5 separate regions of the Mus musculus genome follow, and regions 1, 3, 4 and 5 are each linked to region 2. The links are chromatin contacts, called in public Hi-C and HiChIP or PLAC-seq maps. All regions are on one chromosome and are shown on one strand. Each heading gives the region's core, a stretch centred on a gene start, on an enhancer-like site or on the middle of the called end of the contact. The rest is flanking DNA. Distances are from core to core; before and after follow the strand shown.

Region 1 (2,700 bases), core at 134-2,633, 900 kb after region 2:
ATAGGAATGGTGGACAGATGATAAGTAGAGGGAGATAGATAGATGATAGATAGATAGATAGATAGATAGATAGATAGAAAGAAAGATAGAAAGAAAGAAAGAAAGATAGATAGATAGATAGATAGATAGATAGATAGATTATGATAGATGAATAGACACACAAACAAAATAGATAAGACCTTACAAAGGCATAGTCATAACATAATCTGAGAGTGCTAGAGAGCATGTTTCATGAGATATGAATAGAGAAACCAAGAACCCAATCTAAGAGGTGACATTAAATGCACAGATTTGAATAGCTATGTGTATTGTCTGGAAATGGGCCTATGTGTTGAGTTCAGCCAAAGTGACCTCTCTTCTGAGTTTTGTGACCTTGCCTGAGTTTTTCACCTTTAAAGTATGTGAGATGATCACTTCTTAGCTGCTTGGAAGCATTAGAAACAACAAATATGAACTCTCTTGACACAGCCCTGCAACACAGAATGTGGTCCAAATAATGATATTACTGCTATTTTTGGAAGGAAAGAGCAAAGACTCTACCTCCAATGGCAGCTGTCAGGGAACTTGCTTCCAAGTGAGCATCCATCCCTAGAGACATTTAGCCAGATGTCTAAAGGTAAAATAAAGGAAACTAGTTTTCAGATAAAACATGAGTCCTTTTATAGATGAGATTGTATAAACACCTGTGCTTTCTCTTACCTGCAGAATGATGTCGCCAGCAAGCAGAGCCCACACTTCCAGTTGCAGTGGGGGGGTAAGAGTCAAGAAGACACGGCCCCTGTCATTTCCACCCTGCTTGGGTCTAGTGGCTTACCCCTTCTAGATTAATGAAGAAAGAACTATCTGTATTCTTAGGCTGGGGGAACCTTCATTTAGGAAAGCAGCCCCGAGGTGTTGATGACTTTGGCATCCACTAGGTTTTTTTGTTTGTTTGTTTGTTTGTTTAAGAAGAAGAAGGAGAACACAATTAATGTAGTCCTTTTCACTTACAGAAATAGCTAAATGACCCAGAGGAATCAAGTTGGTTGAGTGGGTTAAAATCAGATATGGAAAGCCTGCAGTTACCTTATTTAGGTCTCCAAGTAGTGGCAGTTGTGTGACTTACGTGTGGGGTCCGGGCACTGTCATTTTACTGCCTCACACTAGCACACCATTGGTGGAAAGAGTTTTATCTGTGCCTTTTTCCTTAATGAGAGTGTTTTGAGGACCTGAGTTGCTCTTTGCCTTGTCGTTTGAACTATATTTCATCACAGGCCGTTTTACTATGTTTGGAAATTCATCCAGGATGAGGAAAAAGCCAAATTACAAACTGGCCTCAAGCCTCGGGGAAATATCTTGGGCATTTTGTTTACAGGCCAGAGGGCTGACATCTGCCCCTTTGAAGGCTTGCTCTTGACACATTTCTGGCCAGACTACACTGAGGAAGTAGATGTTCTAAGTGCAGGGGATGTTGTGTTTCTCTTTCAGGCTTTGGAAAGTTTTCACAATATGAAATGGATTAAAGCAGAAGCACGCTCTGTCCCACACATGATCCTCCTGCCTGAGGACAGCCTTCCATTCAGTCCCAGAGAGAGCACTCTCCATACATCCTTAGATACTTACTCCAAGGTATCAGTCTCTCCCCACTCTGCCACCGTGCTCTTTACAGTGCTGGCTCCTTCAGTCTCCTGCCTCTCCACATAATTTCCAGTTATGTATTTAACTCTGTGGTGATTATTTGTCTCTCTCCCCAAATAAACGTAAGATGTCATTTGATCCATTGTGTCCTGACATTTAGCACAGTATTGGCACAAGGAAAAAGTATCAATTGAATGAGTGTATCCATTCCAACTTTATATGCCATTAAATCACACAGCTAAATAACTCAATGTCAACTTCCCAAGAACTATGGCTTCTCAGAAAGTTAAGAGGTCAACCCAACCTCTCACCACAGCTACATGTTCCTTCCTTTGGTCCCCATTTCCTCATTTAAAAATATGCCCTGGGCCAGGCATGGTGGTACATGCCTTTAATCTCAGGACTAAAAAGGCCGAGGCTGAAGGTTCTCTGTGAGTTCGAGGCCACCCTGGTCTACATAGTGAGTTTCAGGATAGTTAGGGCTACTTAGTGAGACCCTATCTCAAAACAAACAACAACAAAATGTCACTGTAGAACGTGTGTGTGTGTGTGTGTGTGTGTGTGTGTGTGTGTCCCTGGAAACATGATTCTTGTTTGCCCATCAAAGTCGGACAAAGGTCCTTTAGGAAAACAGACTGAGAAGATCTTTCTTGCCTGGCCACGTGGGCAGAAGCATGTATGCCAAAGGGCATGAGTGACACAGTGTATAGCCCCAGACTTGACACATCCCAGTACTACCTATGACTACACTGTTTGCAGATGGTGTTTATGGAAAAAGTAAAACTTTAACTCAAGGATACACGTGGTTAGCTAATAGTAATGGTTTCTGATTAGGCAGCCTGAGAGACTTGCTTCTGGTTTTTTTCTATGCCCTGACCCGAGAGTCCCTTAAAATAAATTCACATGAGAACTAAGTCCCCCATACTCCTCCTTACAGCAAGCACTCAGAATCCATCCTGACTGACAATAGAGCCCACCTGTTCCATCTGTTTTGTTTTTGCTTTGTTCTTTTGTTTTGTTTTGATGTAGGGAGACAATTAGAAATAATCAACCAAAAAAAAAAAAAAAAAACCCTCTGCAGGA
Region 2 (2,700 bases), core at 121-2,620:
GAGCTTAGCCTCCATTAACTTGGACTACATCCTACTCTCTCCCTGTTTCACCACTCAGGACCTCCCAGGTAAGCTCGTGTGAGCCTCTGCCACAGCCCACATACCTTCTCCCCAGTCCCGTGTTGCTGCTACATGGCTGTGCCTGGGGCCTCTGCGTGTGTACCTGTGTGGAAGCACACCCACATAGAGGCCCTTGGAAGAAGGGTAAAAGCCATTTGGGCAGGGAATGAGGAGTCTGGCCAGAGGCACAGTAAGGTCTAGTAGGAAACCCATTTTTTTTTTTTGGTCTGATGAAGCCCTTCTGCACAGCTGGAAGAAACCATACTAAGGCTTCCTTCAAACCCAGGGAGCAATAAAAGGCCCCTCTGTGTTAAGGGAAACTCCTTTCTCACCATCATCATCGATTAATCCTTCAACAACCTGCATCCCTTCTCCTGGGAGAGTTCTGAGATGCATCTACTGGCCAATGAGATCTATTTCCTTTCAATTCCGTTAGGCACCGTGTTTCCCATAGTTACTGATTGATTGTTCAGGGGTACAGAAAATGACTCCCTTCAACTTTAGAACGCTTGTCTTGCCTCGGTCATGATCACCTCCCAGAATTACACATTCAGGTTTCCTAGTGCCTCCAGGCTGGTAGAATTGAGTGACTTTAGTTAGTCCCTTCCGTCCAAGGAGCCCAGGCTGGTACAAGTTCTCAGAGTGGAGCTGGAGAACTAAGCCTGCACAGCCAGGAGGACTCACTTTTCCAGTAATGGTGTCTGTATGGGATTTCAGGATGCCTCAAGAAAGTGCCATTTATCCCCCACTCCCAGCTGGTGAAGTGCCGCAGCAAACGTTGACTCAAGGACTCTACTCCAGCTCCTTAGTCCAAAGGAAGCTTTGGTATCCGAGACTGGACTTTCCAATTTCAGAACGTCCAATTTCATCATCTGGGTCCAAACCTGTCCCAGGCAAAGCTGATAGAGAAAGAAAACAACGTCCCACCGCAGGGTGTTTGGAGGGTATCTGGGGCTGTGACTAATCATTTGAATGTAGCTGCAGTTGAAGATACAGTATGTTCATCTTTCTATATCCACTATACCAGGTACTAATAAGCCTTTTGATGCTTTTCACCTGAAAATCCTGGATGAACGACTATGCTTCTCTGTCCAGAGTGGGAAGGAACACCTCCCATCCCTTCCCAGTCCCGCCCCACCTCCCCGGGATTGTTCTGGGCCCATCCTTCCTCAGCCACTGTTGTTGCAACCCTGTACTTCTCTGACTGCGTTGGTCAGGAAGGCGACAGGAAATTCTAGTCACCCTCACAGCAGCTGTGCCATTCCTCCTATCCTGCTCTGATGACGTGGGTTGGCTTTGGTGACAGGAGCTCAGGAACTGAGCCATAGAGAAGGTCGGAAAGAGAGGTCACTGTTTGTGCCGCACTTGGCCTGGGGATCCCTGTGGGGCTGTTTGCTTTCTTCCTTTCTATACTGTTTCTCTTTCCGTTCCTCTTTTTTTGGAGGGGCAGAGCTCAGGCATCCTGTTTTCAAAACAGCAGGCTGTTTTTTGGCAGATGAACTCATGCTCTAACGCATTTTTTGCTGAAGGGGAAGACAATTCTTCCAGGTAAGGAGAGCTGGCAAAACTCAAAACAACAATTAATGTACAAATCTAAGAGGGGCCAGCCGGCTGGCATACATGCCTAACCTTTAACTTGGACTGGTCACTGAGGGGTCCAGGCATTCTTCCTGACACCAGAAACCATGCCCCTGTCCTTCAAGCTCCCGTTCCCCTGCTCCGTCTTCTTACCAGTTTTACTTTTTTTTTTAAGTTTGAAAAAGAAAATGTTCTTTAACACTAATTCACCTGGCTGCAAGTGTCTCTAAAATTTTGAAATTCCTCTTGGCCTATTGCTAATATTTAAGGGTCAAGAAAACTGAGGCAAAGACCAAGACTGTTTTTGTTAGGTACAGTAGCAGTTCCTGTCCACCTGCCCTAAGAAGCGCAGGGAAAATCTGCTCCACTTATGAATCCTTCCATTTCTTTAGGCCACAGGTAGGTCAAGGAAAAACATAAACAAACAAGGAAGCACTGCCCGGTCCAGGTGTAAGAAACCCTAAAGGCCATTTGCTTTCCCCCTACCAGACAGGCCTTTCTTCACCTTCTCCACAGACTGGCACCTATGTTACCAAATAACACTCACTTCACAGGACAGAGGCTCTGCCATCTGTGCTCTGAAGTCAAGTTCAGACTTTGTAAATAAAAGCCTTTGGGTCAGCTCTGAAACACAAGTAGGGACACAGATTTGGTTTTGCAACCATGAAGTAGGTGTTAGTAAGGGATCGCTCACAGGATTCCTGCTTCCTGGCAGGCGCTTTCTTAAGCGCTTTGGGGATACTAAACCTGGTGAGATGAGACCCACCTCTATACTGTAAAACTGAATCTCTGGGCAGTTAAGTAAAAAGACTAGCAAGTGAGACTGGCAGAATTGGAACCATGCGCCTCCAGTTCCAAAGCTCTTCTTCGCAGTCTTCCACCCTCTGTAAGGCGTTACATTTATGTTCCCTTTCAGCTCTGGAATTCAGTTTTGCTGAGGCTCCTTTGTTCCATAAAAGTAAGCCAAATGTGACCAAATTTGGCTACTTAGTGATAGCAAAGAGGACCTTTCCAACTACACAGAACACTCAGATCATTTCAACACTGAAAATTTTAATGTAA
Region 3 (2,700 bases), core at 9-2,508, 930 kb after region 2:
CTCCACTATATTATCTCTATGTTCTCAACTGTCAGAGCACACATCATTTTCTTACACAGCAATATAATTATTTTCGGCAATCAACTCAGTCCAAACTTCTCACTTATCTTTTATCCCAAGTCTCCAGCATAGTTTCTCAATAACAGTTGAATTATGGGCAAAGTTTTACTTCCTTGTGCTCTTGTCTACTTCATAGCCTTTGTTCCTTTTCACTACATAGGCCCATAAATTACTGTTGCTACTTTGTACTTTCTGTCCAGGACTGAACACTCTGTAGTAGTGAGACACAATTTTACATGCTTTCTACACTGTCTTCAAATGGATACGTCATACAGTGGACATTGCCCAAGTAAACCATGTTTACTTTGATTTGAAATACAAAAGTCCCCCCAAAATGGTTAGCTATGTCTGTTACTAGTTGTGCACAGATAATGTACAGTGCATCCACATGAGTATACACTGTATCCATCTTACAGATGTTGGTGAGTGGGAAGGTCTTTGTGGATAGTTTTCAAAGAAAGGAAGTCCAACACAGAGATAAATTAAGTCTTCTCTGTGCGGATGACCAGAAATCCAAATACCAGGAAGCCTTCCAGTAACTTTGTCCCCACCCAACGCCCAAAGCTCTGCATTCACACAGATCAGGGTGATAATCTTTCGGTACCCTCCTTTCATCACCATTCAAGAACACAAACAGCACATACTGCTCTGTTCACAGACCAGTAAACACTCAAGAAAAGTCTTGTTAAAATCCCATCTAATTGCAGCCCCAAGGTTGCGTCGAATAGGGTATTTCTGGTTACTTTCCAAAGTGCCACACGCCCGAAATTATTCTGCCCAGCGAGAAAAACCGTAAGGGAACAACAGGACCAAGTTTCCAACACACATCCTGGACACAAAGGCTCCTCTGTAAGCCACAGGAAACTGCGGCGGGGCAGGAAGGTGAGGATGTGGGACCCTGATGTGACCTACGGAGAACTGAAAAGCCCAGGGGACCACTGTGGAACGTACAGCCCACGGGAGAAGCCCCCGCCTGGGAACTGACGGGCGTGGGCGTGGGCGCGAGCGTTTATAGGCTCCGCAAAACACCTCTGCCGCGCATTCGGGAGGCCGCGGTCTGCAGGAACTCGCACACCCGCACACAGGCTGCTCGCCATGCAGCCTGGAGCCAGGAGCGACCCCACCCACTAGCCGCGGGCGAGGGTCGCAGTGTACCTTTAACGCCCGCCATGTCTCTGGAGCTGGGGCTGTCGCTGCTTCCGGCTTTCTCCAAAAGCCGCCCACACCCAGACTAGCCAGGGCCGGCGCGCGAATCCAAAGCCCGGCCCGCCCCCTGACGGTATTGACTTCCTACCCAACCAACGGAGCCCCGCCCCTTCATTAGGCCCCGCCCCTGATTTTAGACTCCGCCCCATCCCGTGGCTTCCCGCCCCCAGAAGCCCAATCCCACCATCCATGCAGAACCTGATTCCTACTGGTTTAGAATTCTGCCAATTACAACCTCACACCCAATTATGCCAGATTCTGCCCTACAGGCACTCAGTATTTCCTATACTGGTTCTGATCCCTGCCACTCTGAGCTCCTCCTCTGCCGGGCCCGGTTCCGCTCGGCCCACAGTTCCGCCACTCTGGCACATAATCCTGCCTCCAGCTCATGGAGACCCTCCCCCAACGCCTTCCTCCACTTCGCGGACTCCGCCCCCAGTTGGCTGAGCTCAGTCCCTGCCAGCACGGATCCCAATCCGCCATGCAGAACTCCACCCCATTGGACTGATCCCGCCTCCGCCACTCATAGCTCGGACTCTACTGGTCCTACTTCCTGCCACTCAGAACTTCATTCCAGTAGTCTCCCAGTTTGTTCAGCACCGCCCCGCTGGCCGGGAACTCCGCTCCTAGTCTCAGCCCCCTCCCACTTTGATTACTTCAGAATAACTCCTTTATTTTAACTCTTCGGGGGATCCTGGATTCTGAGACATCTCAGCCCTGTTTCTCAATCTGGGGTCCATCCCTTCCTCACTGTCGTGACTTGGGGCCCAGGCTCTGCCTCAGGAGATTCTAGATGCTCACCATCACCCTGGCTGGCTGTTAGGAAACTTGCCTGAAAGGACTGGTGGAAAAAGTGGGGCACGGGATAAGGATGGGGAGAGGTTACCTTCCAGGACGACTCTTCCTGTGTGCCTGTGTGGTTTGTTTTGAGAGTGTGTGGCTGATATAGTAGAGATCGGGAGTGAGTGACAGCACCAGAAATCAGGATTAGAGATATCCCTATGTAAGATCTTTGACTTTTGTATAGATTTGCTTGCTTTGTAGCAAACTACATTAACATTTTGTGTAAACTACCGCGTCCGTCTATCCCCCTCATTCATTACAAACTCTGTGGGTCCGGATTTCTTTAGGTCCTTAAATAAACGCAGGCCTGCAAGTAACTAAGGCCAATTTTCACTCCTCCAGATCCATCTTATTCTTACCTTCTTCAGTGGAATCTTCCTTCATCTTAGAAACCATCCAGTAGTCCAAGTCCTCTACAGAAAGCAGTTCAGAAAGAATAGGAACTGAACCAAACAGCTCTTTAGACAAGGTTAGAAAGTCAAAACCCACGAAGTTCTAAACTTAAAAGGAAAATATGTATATACACATATATATGTATATACATATATATATGCTTAATCTGCTAAGAACCTAGTATACAATCAGTGATTC
Region 4 (2,700 bases), core at 134-2,633, 640 kb before region 2:
GATCTCTGGAGACAGGCTCCCCAGAAAACAGGCACCGTTTTGCCCAATATAGAAGGAAAAGTAATAATTCAAGAAGAGATGAGGGAGGGGCATTGTGAAATGGAAGTGAAGAAAGAGAGATGTGAGCCTTGTTGTTGATTTAGCTACAACTCAGGAAAGGGGAAAAGCCAGGCATCTGGAGGTGCGGGCAAAGGAGGTTACCAACAGTCAAGGATGCCATGCTGGCTGCCAGGAATTCCAGTTCTGAGACACGGTACAGGGTGCATGTACCTTGAACACATTGTGTAACTGGCCTAAGCCAGTCACGGATGGGTAAATACTGTGCGATTGCTCATCTGTGTGATATACAGAATAGTCAGATTCACAGAGATTGACAGCACAACACAGGTTACTTGGTTTTGAGGAGGGGAGTAGAGAACAGGAAATGATTGCTTCGTTCCCACAAGAGTTTCCATCTGACACGGTGAATGTTTTGGGGAGGGTGCCTGGTGAGAGTTGCACATCCAAGGATTAAAACAATAAACTGATATTTTTACCACAGTTTAAAAAAAAAAAAAAAGACACTTAAGAAGATGGGAAGTTTGGGGGAATAATTCAAAACTTTCTAAAAGTAGGAATGTAACGTCCTTGCTTCAACAGGTATTCTTTGCTTGTGTGACTGCACTGTGTCAAGAAAACAGAACTGGCTTTACACAACAGAGGTCGTGAGATGAAGGTGCAGAGACCATCGAATCTGCCTAAGAGCACAGGGAATGTTTCAAACAGTCCTAAAACCGGAACAAAGCTTTAGGCTCCAAACACCTTGCACTTTTTACTATTCCAGGAGCGGCTTATTGCAACACTTTCCTCATCCTTGCCTTTTCTGGATATACCAGCTAAAACAAACAAGCAAAAAACAACAAAAAGAATTTCAGAAGCATGAGAGGTCTCACTTTGCAGAATGAAATCTTTGTTTACTGTTGAATCATGTTTGATACTTTGTGTGACCTTTGACCCCTCGGCAAGTGAGGCCAAAAAAAGAGCTTTCGGGATAACTGAGGATGCAACAGGGGCATCACTTCTCTGCCAGCCACACGTTAGAAAGGAGGGAGGTACTTCTAGGCCTGCAGCCCAGCTCCCGCAAAACCCCCATGCTCCCCGCAGGGGGACCCAGCGCGCCTTCGTGCGCAGGCGCAACTCTGTGCTCGCCAGCCCGGCTCAGTGGTCCCCCAGCAGTGTCCCGGCTGCTCCCGGAGCCCATGCCGGGTCCCCAGCCCCGCCGAGCCAGCCCCGGCCCTTCCCTGACCCCGCGAGGCACCATGCCAGGGCAAAGTCCCCGAGGGTGTGAACCCCAGTGTCCCAACCCCTGGGCGGGGACGGGCGGCGGCAGTGCGGGGAGCTGTGGGCAGCACAACCCGCGAAGCCCTGCCGCGAGCCGCCGGGTCCTTCCCGAGCCTCCGCCGCCACGCTAGGCCCGCAATCGCGGAGCCCCGGAGCTCAGGGCCCGCGCCCCGCACCGCCAGGCCCGCTCCCGCAGCCGGGGTCCCGCCACGCCAGGCCCGCGCTCCTCCGCGCCCCGCACCGCCAAGCCCGCTCGGCACCGCGCTCCGCACCGCCAGGCCCAGACCCCCGCCGCCGCGCCGCTCCGCCGCCCCGCTCGCTCGCAGGCCCGTTGCGGCAGCCACCGCCACCGCCGCCGGCGCCACCGCCGCCATGGCGGAAGTCCACAGACGTCAGCATGCTCCGGTTAAAGGAGAAGCCCCCGCGAAATCCTCCACACACAGAGATGAGGAGGAGCTGGGGATGGCGCCGGCCGAAACGCTAACGGTGTTCCTGAAGCTGCTGGCCGCCGGTTTCTACGGCGTGAGCTCCTTCCTCATCGTGGTGGTCAACAAGAGCGTGCTCACCAACTACAGGTGGCCGGGCTGGCGGGCGGCGGCTGCGGCGCGGCGGGCAGGGACGGGGGTTCGAGCCCACCCGGGGATACCCTCGGCCACGCTCCCCGCCGCACTGGCCAGGGCTGGGGGTGAAGGGGGAAGGCACAACGAGGCCGGTGCCCAGGGACTAGCGACCCGCGCGGCTGACAGCCCCGGGACCGGCGCGGCCGCACGCCCACGCGCCGTCGCCGCTGTCACTGAGACTCCGGGGCAGAAGTTTGTATGTGTGTGTCTTGTGTTTCCCCTCAAGAGTCATTTAAAAGATTTAAAACCGTTGACGAGGTCTCCGCGGCTTAACTTTCTGGAAAAATCCGTTGCAGGAAGCTGAAGGGAATTGTAAAAAAAAACAGGACAAGACCAGACAAGTGGTCGCCCTAGGCTACAAAATCTAAGATTTTTTTTTTAATTTTTTGTTTTTTATTGGAGGGGCAGGCATCGCTGTGGGTTGAATCAGAACGCATTTTAAGGCTGACAGTGTGGGAGTTGAATTCCCTGTGCTCTGAGGACGTTCTGGCCGTTTTTAACCCCCTTTTCTTTACCCCTTTTGTAGATTTCCATCCTCGCTATGTGTTGGACTTGGCCAGGTTAGTTGGAATCTCGGGCATCCCGTGGTCTGTGTTGTCAGAAGTTCTGTGTGTGTCTTTCTATGCAGAACAGTGCATCTGTGTGTGTTCTCTGTTTGCAGATGGTGGCCACGGTAGCGGTTCTCTGGGTGGGAAAGACACTCAGAGTAGTCAAGTTTCCTGACTTCGACAGAAATGTACCTCGAAAGGTAAACAAACGT
Region 5 (2,700 bases), core at 152-2,651, 550 kb after region 2:
TGGCAGGGAGCCTATGTCTGTCTTTTCTTGTGGTTTGGGGAGAAAGTGACACAGAATTCAAGTTACTGAAGATCTGTTTTATTACTGGCTTTAAAAATATAAATTAGAGCTGGGCGTGGTGGCGCATGCCTTTAATCCCAGCACTCGGGAGGCAGAGGCAGGCAGATTTCTGAGTTCAAGGCTAGCCTGGTCTACAGAGTGAGTTCCAGGACAGCCAGGGCTATACAGAGAAACCCTGTTTTGGGGAAAAAAAAAAATATATATATATATATATATATATATATATATGTGTGTGTGTGTGTGTGTGTGTGTGTGTGTGTGTGTGTGTGTGTATTAGATCTATAGTCAACTGGCTGACTAAAAAAAAAAAACCTGACTTCTACACCAACCCAGCCCATCGACACCTCTGACGCCTCTGGGCTTTCTTGGGCTTCTCAACCTTTCCTCCTAGTGAAGAGGCTGCGTGGACGAGCAGAGCTTGCTTTCACAGACGGGCCTGCCCAGGATTAGAACTGACAGGGCTTACGTGAAAATGGCTAGTGCCTTTCTCCAAGCTTGCCAAGCCATTCTTTCTCCTATAAGAAGTCATATGTGGTTAAAAAAAAAAAAAAAAAAAAAAAAAAAAAAAAAAAAAAAAGTCTGGAGAGGGTATTAGTTCAACTAAAATCTGTCTCTGTGGAAAACAAAGAACAAATGCAAATGTAGGTCCTGCCAAAGCCCTTGTCAGTTTAGTACCAAATGGTTTCGTTTACAAAATCCCTGCCTGCATTGACAAGGAGAAATGAATCAACTGTCAATGTATTACTTTGCTTTGCTTTCTAGCAGACTCGATTTTTGAAAATTCATTTTAGGTTTATTTATTTTATACATATGAGTGTTCTGCGTCTGTGCACTATGTCTGTGCTCTATGTGTGTCTGGTGCCCACAGAGATCAGAAAAGGGTATCGGATCTACTGGAACTGGTGTTACGGGTGGTTGTGAGCCACCATGTGGGTGCTGGGAGCTAAACTTGGGTCCTCTGCAAAAACAGAAATGCCTCAAGCCCTGAGCCATTTCTCCAGCCCAAGCATGGTCAACAACCTTTATTTTCTAGTGACTCTCTTCTTTGGGACTCTGGACTGTGTTAAATTGAAGGTTCACTTTTTGAGATTGATTTATATAATGCAGGGAATAGAAGGTTACTGATTTTTTTTTAATCTATTGGTTTTTTACAGTTCCAATTTCCCCTTTGCCTCTTCTTTCTAATGAAAATAATTTTTACTTTATATTTTGAAAGTTTGGGATAATTTTATTAAAGTTTAAAAGAAAAATCCTAGGGCAGGCAAACTGTAATTCTCAGCAGCTGCAGAGAGAAGGAAGTTACGGAAATAGAGGAGATATGGTTGAGTGAGGCAGGGAGGTCAGTCACATGATAGATAAGCTGCCACATGGCCAAAAATGAGCAGGGGGATTCAGAGAAAGAATAAGGAAGCCCAAAGCACCAGGGGAAAAGTATGCTTAGGTTTTGGTTAGCATCCAAAGAAAAAGACAGACAAGAAGAAAAAGGGAAAGTTGTGTTTTTCTAAATCAGGACTCAGAAAGTCTCATAGATCTGCTAGGATCTCATGGTGGCCCTGTCCCAAGTGCGCAAGGAGGCAGGAATTCTGGGAGAAAAAATTATTTCATTAAAGTGATAATTATTTCTCCTAGCTCTTTAGCACAGCTTACAGTAGATCTGTCTTCCTGAGGGCTGGTCTTGTCTTAATTTTCCATTTGCCTCTTATTTCTAGTAAAAAATGTTGCTGTTATTGCTTTTATTATTATTAATTATTTTATTGACATTTCAAATATTGTCCCCCTTCCCACTCTCCCCTCTGCAAACCTTCCCCTTTGCCTCTAAGAGGGTGCATGTGTGATTGTAGTACCAGAATTCCTTGGAGCTGGCTGTTGTGAGCTGTCCATTGTGGTTTGCTGGGAACTGAAAGTCTAGTCTGTACGAGAAGTTTGTGCTCATAAGGTGAGCCTCTCTCAAAATAACTTTTAAAAAATACATGTATTATTTTTAAACATTAAATAGCTAAAATAACAAGAAAAAATAAAATCTCTGGTAATTTCCCATTTGGAGATAACCACTGATAAGATTTCCTTGGCTCTGTCTTTGATAGATGATAAACAGGTGACTCGATGGATGTGTGCACACAGAATCGATCATGTCCCAGCCATGGTCATTTGCTGTTTTGTAGCTTGCAGTGCTTGCCTTACTTTCTTAAAAATTCATCTTTATTCATGAGTCCAGAGTTTTCCTTATCTCCTATTCAGGGACAGTTTCTGTTTTTGATATAAAGACATGGACTCATATTTATCCCAATATTTTTCCCAATATGATTATCTATGAGTATAACTTGCATATAGTGACAAAGTGGGAGGTAATTTAAACAGAAAGCTATATCTGTACAAGCAAAGGCAGTTACAACTGGACACAAGTCAGTCTGGTAAACAATAAGTTACCGTTTCTATCTATTGTAACATTATTTTTAAAACGTAAAGTGGGGGAACTAGAAAGATGTTCCAGCAGTTAAGAGCACTTGTTCCTCCTGCAGAAGATCCAGGTTCAATTCCCAGGACCCACATGATGATTCACAACCATCCATAAGTCCAGCTGCAAGGGATTTGGTTCCTACTTCTGGTATCCATTAGCACAGAGTACTTATACATTTATGC

The links. A called contact is a pair of places that touch in the nucleus more often than the background predicts. HiChIP or PLAC-seq counts read pairs in DNA pulled down with a chosen protein or histone mark.
Region 1: a Hi-C map of liver shows a contact between it and region 2, with 2.9 times the contacts expected there. The contact joins two enhancer-like sites. A contact is called at or near these places in 1 of 484 Hi-C or Micro-C datasets (liver) and 1 of 115 datasets of contacts at active chromatin or transcription factors (bone marrow-derived dendritic cells).
Region 3: a Hi-C map of B cells shows a contact between it and region 2, with 13 read pairs. The contact joins the promoter of Leprot here to the enhancer-like site in region 2. A contact is called at or near these places in 8 of 39 promoter capture datasets (the 3T3-L1 cell line, 3T3-L1-derived adipocytes, the C10 cell line and 4 more), 2 of 484 Hi-C or Micro-C datasets (B cells and CD4 T cells) and 5 of 115 datasets of contacts at active chromatin or transcription factors (bone marrow-derived dendritic cells, bone marrow-derived macrophages, cardiomyocytes and 2 more).
Region 4: a contact with region 2 is called in an H3K27ac HiChIP or PLAC-seq map of thymic regulatory T cells, with 5 times the contacts expected there. The contact joins the promoter of Slc35d1 here to the enhancer-like site in region 2. A contact is called at or near these places in 2 of 39 promoter capture datasets (the 3T3-L1 cell line and pre-B cells) and 2 of 115 datasets of contacts at active chromatin or transcription factors (the NIH/3T3 cell line and thymic regulatory T cells).
Region 5: a contact with region 2 is called in an H3K4me3 HiChIP or PLAC-seq map of pro-B cells, with 5 times the contacts expected there. The contact joins two enhancer-like sites. A contact is called at or near these places in 2 of 115 datasets of contacts at active chromatin or transcription factors (large pre-B cells and pro-B cells).

What each region holds. Positions count from the first base shown.
Region 1 is chr4:101,674,609-101,677,308 of GRCm38.p6, reverse strand. No RefSeq gene overlaps it. Among named protein-coding and RNA genes, the nearest start is that of Leprot, 28 kb to the right of the region's middle. Within about 2 kb of position 1,383, at least 26 of the 459 cell types and tissues checked have an H3K27ac peak or open chromatin away from gene starts, as enhancers often do. A contact at or near this core is called in liver, where this site is marked.
Region 2 is chr4:102,573,106-102,575,805 of GRCm38.p6, reverse strand. The region is part of intron 6 of Pde4b (phosphodiesterase 4B, cAMP specific); the gene reads right to left. Among named protein-coding and RNA genes, the nearest start is that of Gm52667, 5.0 kb to the right of the region's middle. Within about 2 kb of position 1,370, at least 146 of the 459 cell types and tissues checked have an H3K27ac peak or open chromatin away from gene starts, as enhancers often do. A contact at or near this core is called in B cells, bone marrow-derived macrophages, cardiomyocytes and 7 more, where this site is marked.
Region 3 is chr4:101,646,341-101,649,040 of GRCm38.p6, reverse strand. Leprot (leptin receptor overlapping transcript) reads right to left here and starts at 1,258. Exons shown (of 4, transcript NM_175036.4): 1 at 1,216-1,258. The coding sequence starts at 1,231.
Region 4 is chr4:103,213,859-103,216,558 of GRCm38.p6, reverse strand. It overlaps Slc35d1 (solute carrier family 35 (UDP-glucuronic acid/UDP-N-acetylgalactosamine dual transporter), member D1), which reads left to right and starts at 1,383. Exons shown (of 12, transcript NM_001356276.1): 1 at 1,383-1,895; 2 at 2,467-2,500; 3 at 2,602-2,688. The coding sequence starts at 1,693. Gm46864 (a long non-coding RNA gene) reads right to left here and starts at 1,616. Exons shown (of 3, transcript XR_001784379.1): 1 at 1,562-1,616.
Region 5 is chr4:102,024,777-102,027,476 of GRCm38.p6, reverse strand. No RefSeq gene overlaps it. Among named protein-coding and RNA genes, the nearest start is that of Gm12789, 39 kb to the right of the region's middle. Within about 2 kb of position 1,401, at least 5 of the 459 cell types and tissues checked have an H3K27ac peak or open chromatin away from gene starts, as enhancers often do. A contact at or near this core is called in pro-B cells, where this site is marked.